Regions from separate parts of the Mus musculus genome. Here regions 1 and 3 are each linked to region 2. The links are chromatin contacts, called in public HiChIP or PLAC-seq maps. All regions are on one chromosome and are shown on one strand. The core of a region is the stretch at or near the end of the contact, and the rest is flanking DNA. Distances in the headings are between cores, read along the strand shown.

The links. HiChIP or PLAC-seq counts read pairs in DNA pulled down with a chosen protein or histone mark.
Region 1: an H3K4me3 HiChIP or PLAC-seq map of embryonic limb bud shows a contact between it and region 2, with 6 times the contacts expected there. The contact joins the enhancer-like site here to the promoter of Nufip1 in region 2. A contact is called at or near these places in 9 of 39 promoter capture datasets (the 3T3-L1 cell line, the C10 cell line, embryonic stem cells and 4 more), 3 of 15 datasets of contacts at CTCF or cohesin (the NIH/3T3 cell line, embryonic stem cells and pro-B cells), 39 of 484 Hi-C or Micro-C datasets (B cells, the Ba/F3 cell line, the CH12 cell line and 18 more), 46 of 115 datasets of contacts at active chromatin or transcription factors (the 230-238 cell line, the HPC-7 cell line, the NIH/3T3 cell line and 32 more) and 4 of 9 other capture datasets (adipose tissue, liver, macrophages and 1 more).
Region 3: a contact with region 2 is called in an H3K4me3 HiChIP or PLAC-seq map of embryonic limb bud, with 4 times the contacts expected there. The contact joins the enhancer-like site here to the promoter of Nufip1 in region 2. A contact is called at or near these places in 18 of 39 promoter capture datasets (the 3T3-L1 cell line, 3T3-L1-derived adipocytes, the C10 cell line and 13 more), 3 of 15 datasets of contacts at CTCF or cohesin (CD8 T cells, the NIH/3T3 cell line and large pre-B cells), 7 of 484 Hi-C or Micro-C datasets (the CH12 cell line, the HPC-7 cell line, bone marrow-derived macrophages and 4 more), 37 of 115 datasets of contacts at active chromatin or transcription factors (the 230-238 cell line, DN3 thymocytes, the HPC-7 cell line and 25 more) and 4 of 9 other capture datasets (adipose tissue, liver, macrophages and 1 more).

The regions. Positions count from the first base shown.
Region 1 is chr14:75,874,412-75,877,736 of GRCm38.p6, forward strand. No RefSeq gene overlaps it. Among named protein-coding and RNA genes, the nearest start is that of Gm52138, 15 kb to the right of the region's middle. Within about 2 kb of position 2,005, at least 41 of the 459 cell types and tissues checked have an H3K27ac peak or open chromatin away from gene starts, as enhancers often do. A contact at or near this core is called in the CH12 cell line, the HL-1 cell line, the N1E-115 cell line and 3 more, where this site is marked.
Region 2 is chr14:76,109,322-76,112,737 of GRCm38.p6, forward strand. Nufip1 (nuclear fragile X mental retardation protein interacting protein 1) reads left to right here and starts at 1,570. Exons shown (of 10, transcript NM_013745.5): 1 at 1,570-2,005; 2 at 2,603-2,676. The coding sequence starts at 1,612. It overlaps Gpalpp1 (GPALPP motifs containing 1), which reads right to left and starts at 1,494. Exons shown (of 8, transcript NM_026177.3): 1 at 1,296-1,494. The coding sequence starts at 1,383.
Region 3 is chr14:75,898,886-75,902,341 of GRCm38.p6, forward strand. All of the region lies in intron 7 of Gtf2f2 (general transcription factor IIF, polypeptide 2), which reads right to left. Among named protein-coding and RNA genes, the nearest start is that of Gm52138, 9.9 kb to the left of the region's middle. Within about 2 kb of position 2,071, at least 86 of the 459 cell types and tissues checked have an H3K27ac peak or open chromatin away from gene starts, as enhancers often do. A contact at or near this core is called in craniofacial prominence, embryonic brain, embryonic forebrain and 11 more, where this site is marked.

The sequences.
Region 1 (3,325 bases), core at 755-3,254, 230 kb before region 2:
GGATTGGCCTGTAGGCAAGTCTGTAGGGGCATCTTCTTGATTAATGGTTGATGTGGGAGGGTCGTCCCACTGGTCCTGAGTCCTGAGCAAGCCAGAAAGTAGCACGCCTCCACGATATCTGCATCAGTGCCTGCTCTACGTTCCTTCAGTGATGGCGCCATCCAAGGGCTGTAAGATGACATACCCCACCCCCCACCCCCAACACACAAGATGCTTTCTTTTGTTTACGGTGTTCATCACAGCAACTTGTTAATTGGAATGGACCAGGCTAGGGCAATTCTAAGGACGTCTCCAGTCTGCCTTTTGGGGTCCTGTGTCACAGCTGCTGGGAAACATGCTGAACACCCATGGGCTAGGAAGTGACTTGTGGCATGGTCACTCTAGAGAAAGCTCAGATCACTATTGAGCTCAGGCCCAGAGGGCTAGTAGGGAAAAGAGGTTATTGTGTGGGGGCCCGGTTCCCTGCCCCCGCCCCCCGGCTTTAAGTCTCTGGTCTTTAGAAATTCTGCCAGGCTGTGGAGAGTGGAGGGGCAGGTCCGCAGCCAGGTGCCCCCGGTGCCCTCCCTGGTCCTGGAGACTGAGCTACATTTCAAAAACCCAAACTCAAAAAGAACGCTGTCAGACCCGGGAGCCTCCTCCATCCTTCTAGCTTTCCCCATGAGCCTGGGTGGGTGGGGAGGCAACTCATCGGCTTGACATTATCCATCTCCTCCTCCTCTACTAGCGTTTTTCCGGGGACGGCAAGAAGCGGTACTGCCTGATGACAGAGAGTGGGCCACTGCGGTGGCAGCTATTTCATAAACAAGCTGGCTTTGGCCTGGAGGAGAGAGAAATGGATCCTAAAAGACTATTTGTGGTTCGCAGCACTCAGGGCTTAAAGGCCGCCTTCTGGCCTCTCTCGAGTTGAGTGATGGAGAGTTGCTTGGAAGAGGGCGCCTGCTGAGCCAAGTGGTTCTGAGATGGATGAAAATGTCAGCGTGTCCACATTGGGAGGGGCTGGGGGAAAGAAGGAAAGAGGCCAAGGGAAATCGAAAGAGCCTCTTCTTGGTACAGTGAAGTTCCTTTGTGAATCGGGAGCCCGACCCACTGTGGCTGGGGGAGCCCAGGCCTGGCCCATTGCTTAGCAATGGAACTCAATGCTGTTACTCGATGTTGCTAAAAGCCATCCAGGTGAAAACTTACAATCGAAGGCAGGTGGTAGGAGGCAAATGGCTTCGGCTGCATCTCATCGCTGAAATGCGTGGTGGCTAAGTGGAGGGGAAGGCTGTCTCGCTTCTATAAGCAGAAAGATACCAAACATTCCCCTGGGAAGGAAAGTGGATCTGTTGGGACCTTTATGTTTGGTCTAAGTCTGTTGCTAATTTATTTATATAGGTATTCAAAATAGTCAAAGTGGTTAGTATGGGTTTCTCTTGAATTTATTCTTTGTAGAGACTTAAGAACTCAGCGCCCTAACCATATAGGCGCCACCCAGAACTCTTTGTCTAAAACCCCTTGTACACACATCTGCTATTACCCCATAGTGCCTCCTGTGGCTGTCTCACTGCTGCTCTTTCTTTCCCCAAAGGAAGGAGGAAGGCAGCCACGATACAATTGTGGGGGGTTCTAGACGAGAGGGTGAACAAATTGAGACTTACTACCTGAAACCACGTCCCAGGGGTTCTGACAAGAACAAACATAGAAAAGTAAGAGATGAGTCAACTCTGGTATTCCAGCTCTCACGCAAAATCTAACAAACTTCACAATCCCTTCTCCGAGGCTTTCTAGGAGAATTAAACTGGGCAATAAGGCAGCTTATTAAAATCAGAACAACTAATAATAACCGGTGGTTTGCACTCTATCTGTATCTAGATAAACGTGGCAAGGAATGACAAAATGTCTGTAACTGAGCAAAACAGTACAGTAAGTGGCTGTTTTTCCCTTTTTGGATACCATACTTCTAGCTGCTGCATGTACTCTGTGTGTAAGAAAAAACATTTCGCCGGGCGTGGTGGCGCACGCCTTTAATCCCAGCACTCAACTCTGTATGAGCATCCTCTGTTTCAAAGGGCGGGCCCTGTCAGTTTGGATGATGTGTTTCATTAGACGGCCAGCAGAGGGAGCTCGCTTGCTACCTGAAGAATCCAAGGTAAATTGAAGCACAAAGAGGCTTGGACGGGAAGATTTCAGGGCTGGAGGCTGAAAAGGACCCTGAGACAGGGGAAGGGGAGCAGGGCGGGGCGGGGCGGAGAAGCTGAGGCTCGCTGGAACTGGACGATGGAGAGGCGCTCATGGTTGGATTTCAAATTCTTGACTTTGTTTTTAGGTCTAGTTTGCTGTTGCTTAGTGGATAACTAAGTGCTCAGCCCACCCTCTCAATTTGTCCTGCTCCTGGGGTCCTTAAGCAACGACCAGCTACAAACCATGCAACCATGAATGACGCGAGCAACCCCGAGTGTGGGGGTGTGTATCCACAGAGGAGAGCAGTGAGCGAAATATACCCCAAGTAAGCATGTGTTGCAAAGAAAAAAAAAAAAAAATCTGACTAGAGGCAGAGAAGGGGCCAGTGGATAGAGGCCGGCCCAGAGAACTGACTGCCTGAGTTCCATCCCTGGTGACAGGAGGTGACAGGAGAGAAGTAGTGACTCCAGAGGGCTGTCTTCTGACCTCCACACCTATGCCATGTCACATGGGCCTGTGCACACAAGAAAGGAAGAGAGAGGGAGAGAGAGAGAGAGAAAGAGAGAGAGAGAGAGAGAGGCAAAGGTACTTGCCACCAAGCTTTACAACTTAGTTCATCCTGAACTCACAGAGAGAAAACTGATTCTGAAAGTTATAAATTGTCTGACCTACATACATATACCATGGTACCTGCATCCCCAGTGAACACACTACACACACACACACACCACACACACACACACCACACACACACACACACACACACACACACACACACCCCATGTGAGTAAGAAAGTAAAAAGAATTCAAAGTAGGTAGCTTTTATTTTGAAATATATGCTAATTGCTTGCCTCTCGTCTAGCATGACTCACTGTATTAATTATATATTACTGTTACAAAATAACCCTCAACGGTAGTCTAGGAAACAACAAACACCATCTGTGAGTTTTGTAGGTCAGGACCTAGGGTGGTGTCAGCTTGGATCTCCCTTTTAGCTTTCAGTGAGGTATCATCTGTAATCATGTTACTGACTGGGCTAGCACAGCCACTTCTGGGATAGCTCCAGCAATTCCCCAAGCGGAAGCAGGATTGCTGAGATTGAGGTAAGCCTGGGCTACACAGTGAATTCCCAAATAAAACAAACAGAAAGAGGAAAAAAAAAAAC
Region 2 (3,416 bases), core at 320-2,819:
AATTTAATTTCTCACAAGAAAATACAAGTTTAAATTACTACAAAATATGGCTTCAAAACACCAGATTGAAAAGACAGAGGAAAATGATTAGGGAGAACATGGAACAATCAGAACTCCTATACTCACTGAGGGCTTTGGTAAACTGGTAGGATTCTGAAACTGAGGGTGTATAACAGAGGAGATAGATAGACGGACAGACAGATAGATACACATGCACACACATACACAGTGCATAGTGGCACTCTTTGTAAGAGTTAAAAACAAAAACAAAACCAGAATCTACCCAAATGTCTGTTACCTGTACAATAGGTAAAGAAATTGCAGGGGATTTACCAAATTGAATTCACTCATACTTCTTCAACCTAACTGGGTAGAAATTTCCTTCCTAAAACAAAGAATAAAGGGAATTTTTAAAAATAACGGCACTAGAAATAAGATCTGGAAGGAAGAATCTGCCGGAGACATAGTCTCTGGGTAGCCAGAAAAACAAAGTCAGATCAACATTCTGTCAGTTTTGTTCTTTCCCAAGTAGAGTCAGCGCCGGCCTTCAAACTGGAACAAACACTAAAGCCGGAAAAGCATGAAAGAGTGTGCGAGGTATTGATGTGGCATAGATGCATGTTAAGGTTGCAAGACACAGTGAATTGGTGGAGACTGAGATATCCACAAATTAGTTGAACAGAATGTGTTAAATATTAGCGTAACTGGGGAGAGGAAAACCCGGAGGAAGACGTGACAATGCTCGGGAAGGTGACGCTTAAACTGGTATATGAAGGACGTTTTGTCAGGCATTTAAGTACAACCATAGCACCCCCAAAAGTCTATCGTCAAAGCATAAACTCGAACTGTGTGGGCACTGGGCTGCTGTGTAAGATGGAATGATAGAATGAGGTCGGGAAGTCAGGCCGGGGAGGAGAGAGGCACAGGATCTTTGGCAAGAGTCTTGTAAATCTGAAGATATAGAGATACTAGGTTCTAACTTGGGCTTCATCACGGACTAGCTGCGTGTCTTAGGCACCGATTCATCAGCCGCTGTCATCATTTGTAACACATGCACCATCCATCATCTTTTCTTATACAGTTGATGGAAGGGTTAAACAGACGACCGGACGAAGATTGATCAGTTAGCACAGTCCTATTCGTAATAATAGCAAATTGGGACTGTATAGTCATTTTAACGATGATCGGGTCCCAAACACTCAGGCGTTGCCCAGCTTTTCCCCCAGGGCGGACCGCGCCCACTCCACGGTGGTCGCCAGTCCTTCCCGGGAGTGCAGACGCCCGCTGCTGCTTACCCGGGCTCGGGTCCCGTTCCTCGTCCTCAACTGTCGCGTGCTCCTTGAAGCCTGGCGGCAGTGCCGGCCCGATCAGGTCCCTAGCCATTCGCTGCGACGCACAGTCGCTCAAAGCCCAAGCCAACCTGCACACGCAGTTTAGCTAAACCCAGGCTGGACGGTGTAGACCAGGATTTGCTGCAAGGCCCGAAGGTTTTTCCGGCTTTGTCTGATGACGTAAGCCCGCGATGGGCTCATTGGCCAGATTACTGTAACGGAAGTGACGCTTAATGATAGTTCCACAGTTGCACTTTGGGCTCGCTGCTTGCTAGGTGGCATGGCTGAACCGGCACCCGCCGTGTGGCCTTCGGCCCCGGATCTGACTCCCGCGCCCGGGACTCCGAGCGAAGCTGCGCCGCCGCGGGACAACTGGGTGTACTGGGCCATGCTGCCGCCGCCACCACCTCCTCTGTCGTCCCCAGTGGCGGGCTCGGAGCAGAGCCGGAAGGGACAGCCTCACGTGCTGCCCCAGCCTCCCTCCGGAGCGCTTCCACCGTTCGATGCTCAGATTCTTCCCGCGGCGCAGCCTCCTTTCGATGCCCAGGCTCCGCCCGATGCTCAATCTCAGTTCAGCGGCCAGCAGGCCTGGAATTTGCAAGCCTCCACGCCTTGGTACTGGGGATTGTCTCCTAATGGTTTTTCCACGTACCACACGTCTTACCAATCTCCGGGTAAGCTGCAGTTCCTAGTGGCCCTACTTTACTTTCTCTTTCTTTCCTCTCCCAGCTTTCTCTTTTTATCTCTCAGCTTTGCGCTGTAGTTTTGGAGGCTGGTAATGAGTATTCAAAATGTGTCTCACTAGGTTTCCTGCCACCTGCTCATCCAAAATTTTATTAATTTAACCCAACTATAAAACTGGGGACTACTTGCATAGCAGTAAACAAAACATACAAAAATCCATACCTTTTGAGAGCTTCCTATCCCCTCAGTGTAGGAAGACGCGATACAGGAGATAAAACTAGGTATTAGGAAGTAATGATTGTATGTATGCATTAGAAAAGGATTGATTGGGGGGGAGGTGGAGAAATGGGTTGGCGATGAGACTCTATTGCTCTTGCAGAGGACCAAAGCTCGGTTCTCAACATCCACACTGGGCTCTCAACTGCCTGTAACTCCAGCCTCAGAGGAGCCGATAGCTTTCTTCTGGCCTCCAAGAGTACCTGCACTCCATGCTACCTACACAGTTTTTGTTTTTAATCTAAGAAAAAAATGATCAATAAACAATTGTACCTTTGCAATCTTAAATGAAACCCTCTTTTCTTTTTTAGTTACACATTCTTATTTTCCACGATCACATGATGCAAAATTCAATTTGCCTCAAAACAGAAAACAGAAAACGAAGGTAATTCCAAGATGATAAATGTGGCCTTTTGAACTTGAATGTTACTGCTCTATATATTAAGTTGTAACTGTCAGTGTTTCACATCTGTGGTGGACATGGAGAGCTTTACTTGGGTAGTATGTTTAAGGAACTTAATTATAAGTAAAATGTTGAAACAAAATAGTATTGAAAAATAAATGATGAAATTATAGGAAAAGAAAGAACATTAAAACCGTCTTGGTGCCAGGCGGTGGTGGCTCACACCTTTAATCCCAGCACTCGGGAGGCAGAGGCAGGTGGATTTCTGAGTTCGAGGCCAGCCTGGTCTACAAAGTGAGTTCCAGGACAGCCAGGGCTGCACAGAGAAACCCTGTCTCGAAAAAACAAAACAAAACAAAAAACAAAACAAAACAAAAAACAAACAACTGTCTTGGTACAGACTTAGTAGGGGTTATGCTTACAAATAAATGTGAGTGTTAAAACCAGTGAAGTTTATTTAAAACCTAGGGGTTGAAGAACCCGTTCACAGGGATTGCGGATCAGATATGCTGCATACCAGATGTTTACGTTACAGTTCGTGACGGCAGCAGAATTACAGTTATAAAGTAGCAGCGAAAGTAATTTTAGGGTTGGGGGGGTCACCAGAACATGAGGAATGTATTAAAGGGTTACAACATTAGGAAGTTTGAGAACCACTAGTTCAAAAAACTATGAAGATTGGGACTGACAGCTGGAACTTTAGGAGAAGACTGGGAATCCCA
Region 3 (3,456 bases), core at 821-3,320, 210 kb before region 2:
CATTATGTGTGAATCTTTAACAAACCCCTGTGTGTGCACATATGGACAGGATTTTACTCTGTAGCCCTGGCTGGCCAGGAACTCTCTTATGAAACCAGCTAGCTTCAAACTCAGACATTTACCTGCCTCTGCTTTCAGAGTACTGGGATTAAAGGCATTTGCCACTATGACCCCTCCCTTTATAAATAGGGTCTGACAATACAGCCTAGGCTAGCCTGCAACATTCTATGTAGACCAGGCTTGCCCTAAACTAGGGGAGATCTCCCTGGCTCTGCCTCCAAGTGCCACCAGACCCAAACTGTCCTTGTTTTTTTGAGACATGGTGTCATTAGGCGGTCCAGACTGAGCTCAAATTTGTGTTCTTCCTTTCTCTGTCCAAGTCCCTAGCCAAGATTCTGAAGATCACGCTATCTGCTCCGAGGCTGTTACAGCTCCCACACTCCAGGGATTTTGAGCTCTTGATATCCTTTGTTCTCAGAACCTCAAGGGGCCATGTTACCAAATAGTCAAATCCCTACCTGCTGATCTGAAACAATGGAGCACAATCCATTAACCCACAGATAGGCTGCCATCTAGAAGTTTGTTTCTTTTTGAGACAAGGTCTCACTATGTAACTCTGGCTGTTCTGAAACTCTCTCTGTAGACCAGGCTGGCCTGGAACTGAGAGATCAGCCTGCCTCTGCCTCCACCTCCTGAGTACTGGAATTAAAGGCATGCACCACTACTACCAGGCTTGTCTTTTAGAAATGTAACAGCAGAGACTAGAGCTCGGTGAGGTCACTGGAAAGCTTAGCATCTGTCTATTGGACAGCCTTCCACAAACAGGCCCCAGCAGGTGGCAGCAACGAGCTCAATGAGGCCTGGGTTCCCCAGGCGGTTTGCCTGCCTCCCACACCTTCTATAGTTGGCTTTGCTAAAGGCATGAGTGTGAATGAGTAAGCATTTAGGCTTGGGCAAGCAGGTAATGTGCACGTCTGCCATCTGCTATTTCAAATTACACTTGAAAAATGGGGCACTGTTCATAAACTACTTTCTAATTAAACTGGATTCATAAATGGAAAATGATGGGTTAGGCACAAATGATTTTCAGTTTAGGTGCCAAGAATGACATCTTTGTAAAATTCCAAAGAATGGTTCATTGTGAGGCTGCTAAGATCCTGTTGCACAAACAATCACACAGTTGTGGATGGATAGCAGTGGCCCAAACACAAACAGCAATCACCAGGAGCATTTCAGCAACCCAGAAAAAAGCAGCTCTTCTAACTCCGAGTTCTGTGCTTATCTGTAATCTTAGCCAAGAAAACAGAAAAGCCAGAAGAGGGGTCAACATGACATGGTAAGAAAGTCTTCACTGGGGTGGAGAGAGGGTTCAGTGATGAGAGGCTAAGCTCACAACCAAAAAAGTTTTCATTCTACAAACCAGCCGTTCCCATGCACTCCTCTTTCTCTTGGTAATGTAGCCCACGGACTCACTACAAGGAGGGAATGAGATGACCACATTCTACTCACCTGGTCAAGTAACAAAACAGAATCAGAACCATAGCACCTGACTAGGCCACAACTCTGCAGGGTTGTTTTCAAATTTCCTTAAATTTTAGGAAGTTTTAGGACTAGGTGCAAGCAGCCTGTGATTTAGTTTCTCTGCTGCCAGCCAGCCAGCCAATGCAGTTCTTTTCTTCTCCAGCTCTACCAAACCTAAGAAGCCTGATCTGCATTTTGTCAGATATTTCAGTGATAAGCATTATTTACATAATAATAACTCAACTGAACTTGATTAAGAACAGCTCAGACAGGGAGATTACCACTCCTAAGGCTTTCAGTAAGTTAATCACAAACCCTGCTTGGCATCTAGTTACAAAAACTGGCCCTAAAAGCTTAAAGCAAGTGCCCACTGTGTGCCCAGGTGGTGCAGGGGAATGTGTGTCTTCTGGGGTACCACAAGAGGAAGGGCGTTGTTATAGACAGAATTTTCTGTGCGAGTAAGTTGACTCCTTTCAGAGCAGTGGAGAGAACAAAGGACTTCCTTACTTATGAGGCAGTCAGTGACTGGAGGCACAGGCTTGCTCATTAAGAAATCAAGTACACACAGGAGTCAGCAGCCAGAGAGGGCCAGATGCTCTCAGCCCTCCAGACAGAATAAACTGGGAACAGGAGGGAAGGTGCTGCCCGGCTTCTGTGCAGCAAGGGCCTGCAGCTATCTTCTTTCCTCCTCACTGCTGCCCCACCCCTATCCTGGGTCTTCTCTGGGTTCCACTGCTGTGTTTCTTCCTCTGAAAACTCTAAGCAGCCAACAGATGGGAAGTGAAAATGGTCAAAGGATAAAACCCTGCCTGTCTCTACATTTCATTCAAACCTTGAAAACCCAGATAATTATTGCATTAATATCTGTGTGCTAAAAAAGACTCATCTGTCTGCAGTGGCAAGTGTCTTATCGGTCTGAAGGTTTCAGATAAAGTTCACTTTCTTTTTAATTTTAAAACAATGTCTCCGTGTATAGCCCTGGCTGGTCTCTGCCCCCCAAATGCTGGGATTAGAAGTGGCTCCTTTAACTTTGGTTAAAGGCAGTATTGAAGACAATGTTGGAATAGTTCCTTGTATATGTAACAGGCTGAACTTGGACTCTAATGGTTTAATTTGGGACAAAACAACCCATTACATATACCTGAAATCATTAACCACTGGGAAACAGACAGCCAAGTCTTAATAAAGGAGAACATGTCACTTATTCTGAAAAATAGCTGAATATGAATTCTTATTCAGGATGAGGTGTAGGGCAGAAAGCAGATCTACAGTTGTCTAGGATTTGCGGTGAGTGACTGCTAATGGCAGGAGATTTGGGGTGTATGTGGAGCTGCTCTGAAGCTGATTGTGGTGATGGTTGTGACTTTCAGTACTAAGGTACACTGATCTTACAGTCCACACAGAGTTTATTCTACAAACAAGGCTTTAAATTAGGAAGAATGATTTGAAATAAAACTTCATGCGCTGGCAAATCTTTTAGGAGGCTGAGGCAGGGAAGAAGCCATGTATGAGCCAGGCTAGACTATTCACTGAGTTCAAGGCTGCCTGGACTACACAGTGAAAAAAGGAAGAAAAGTTAATTTTCCAGCCCAGCAGTTTGTGTGGCTCTACATGTTATCAATAATTAAAGTTACGGAGAGTTCCAGTCTAGAAATAAGGCTCTCTGATGCTGCAACAGTCTTGCTCAGGCAGCTGAGGTGAGATTGGGAGACCCCAGATGCAGAGCCCTGGCTGCTTTTTCTCTTTGCTGCTAATGCTTCTTGAACAGAGCCCAACATAAACAAGACTCTCTCATGAAGAAAACTGGTCCCATATGACAGCAAGCCTGAAAACTCACCTCTGCAGCTTGTCTGGGAACTAAAAAGCCAGCAGAGGGCAGCTACTGATCTCACAGTTTTACCTTTACACTTTCAAACTGAGTGGACAGGCGGCTCA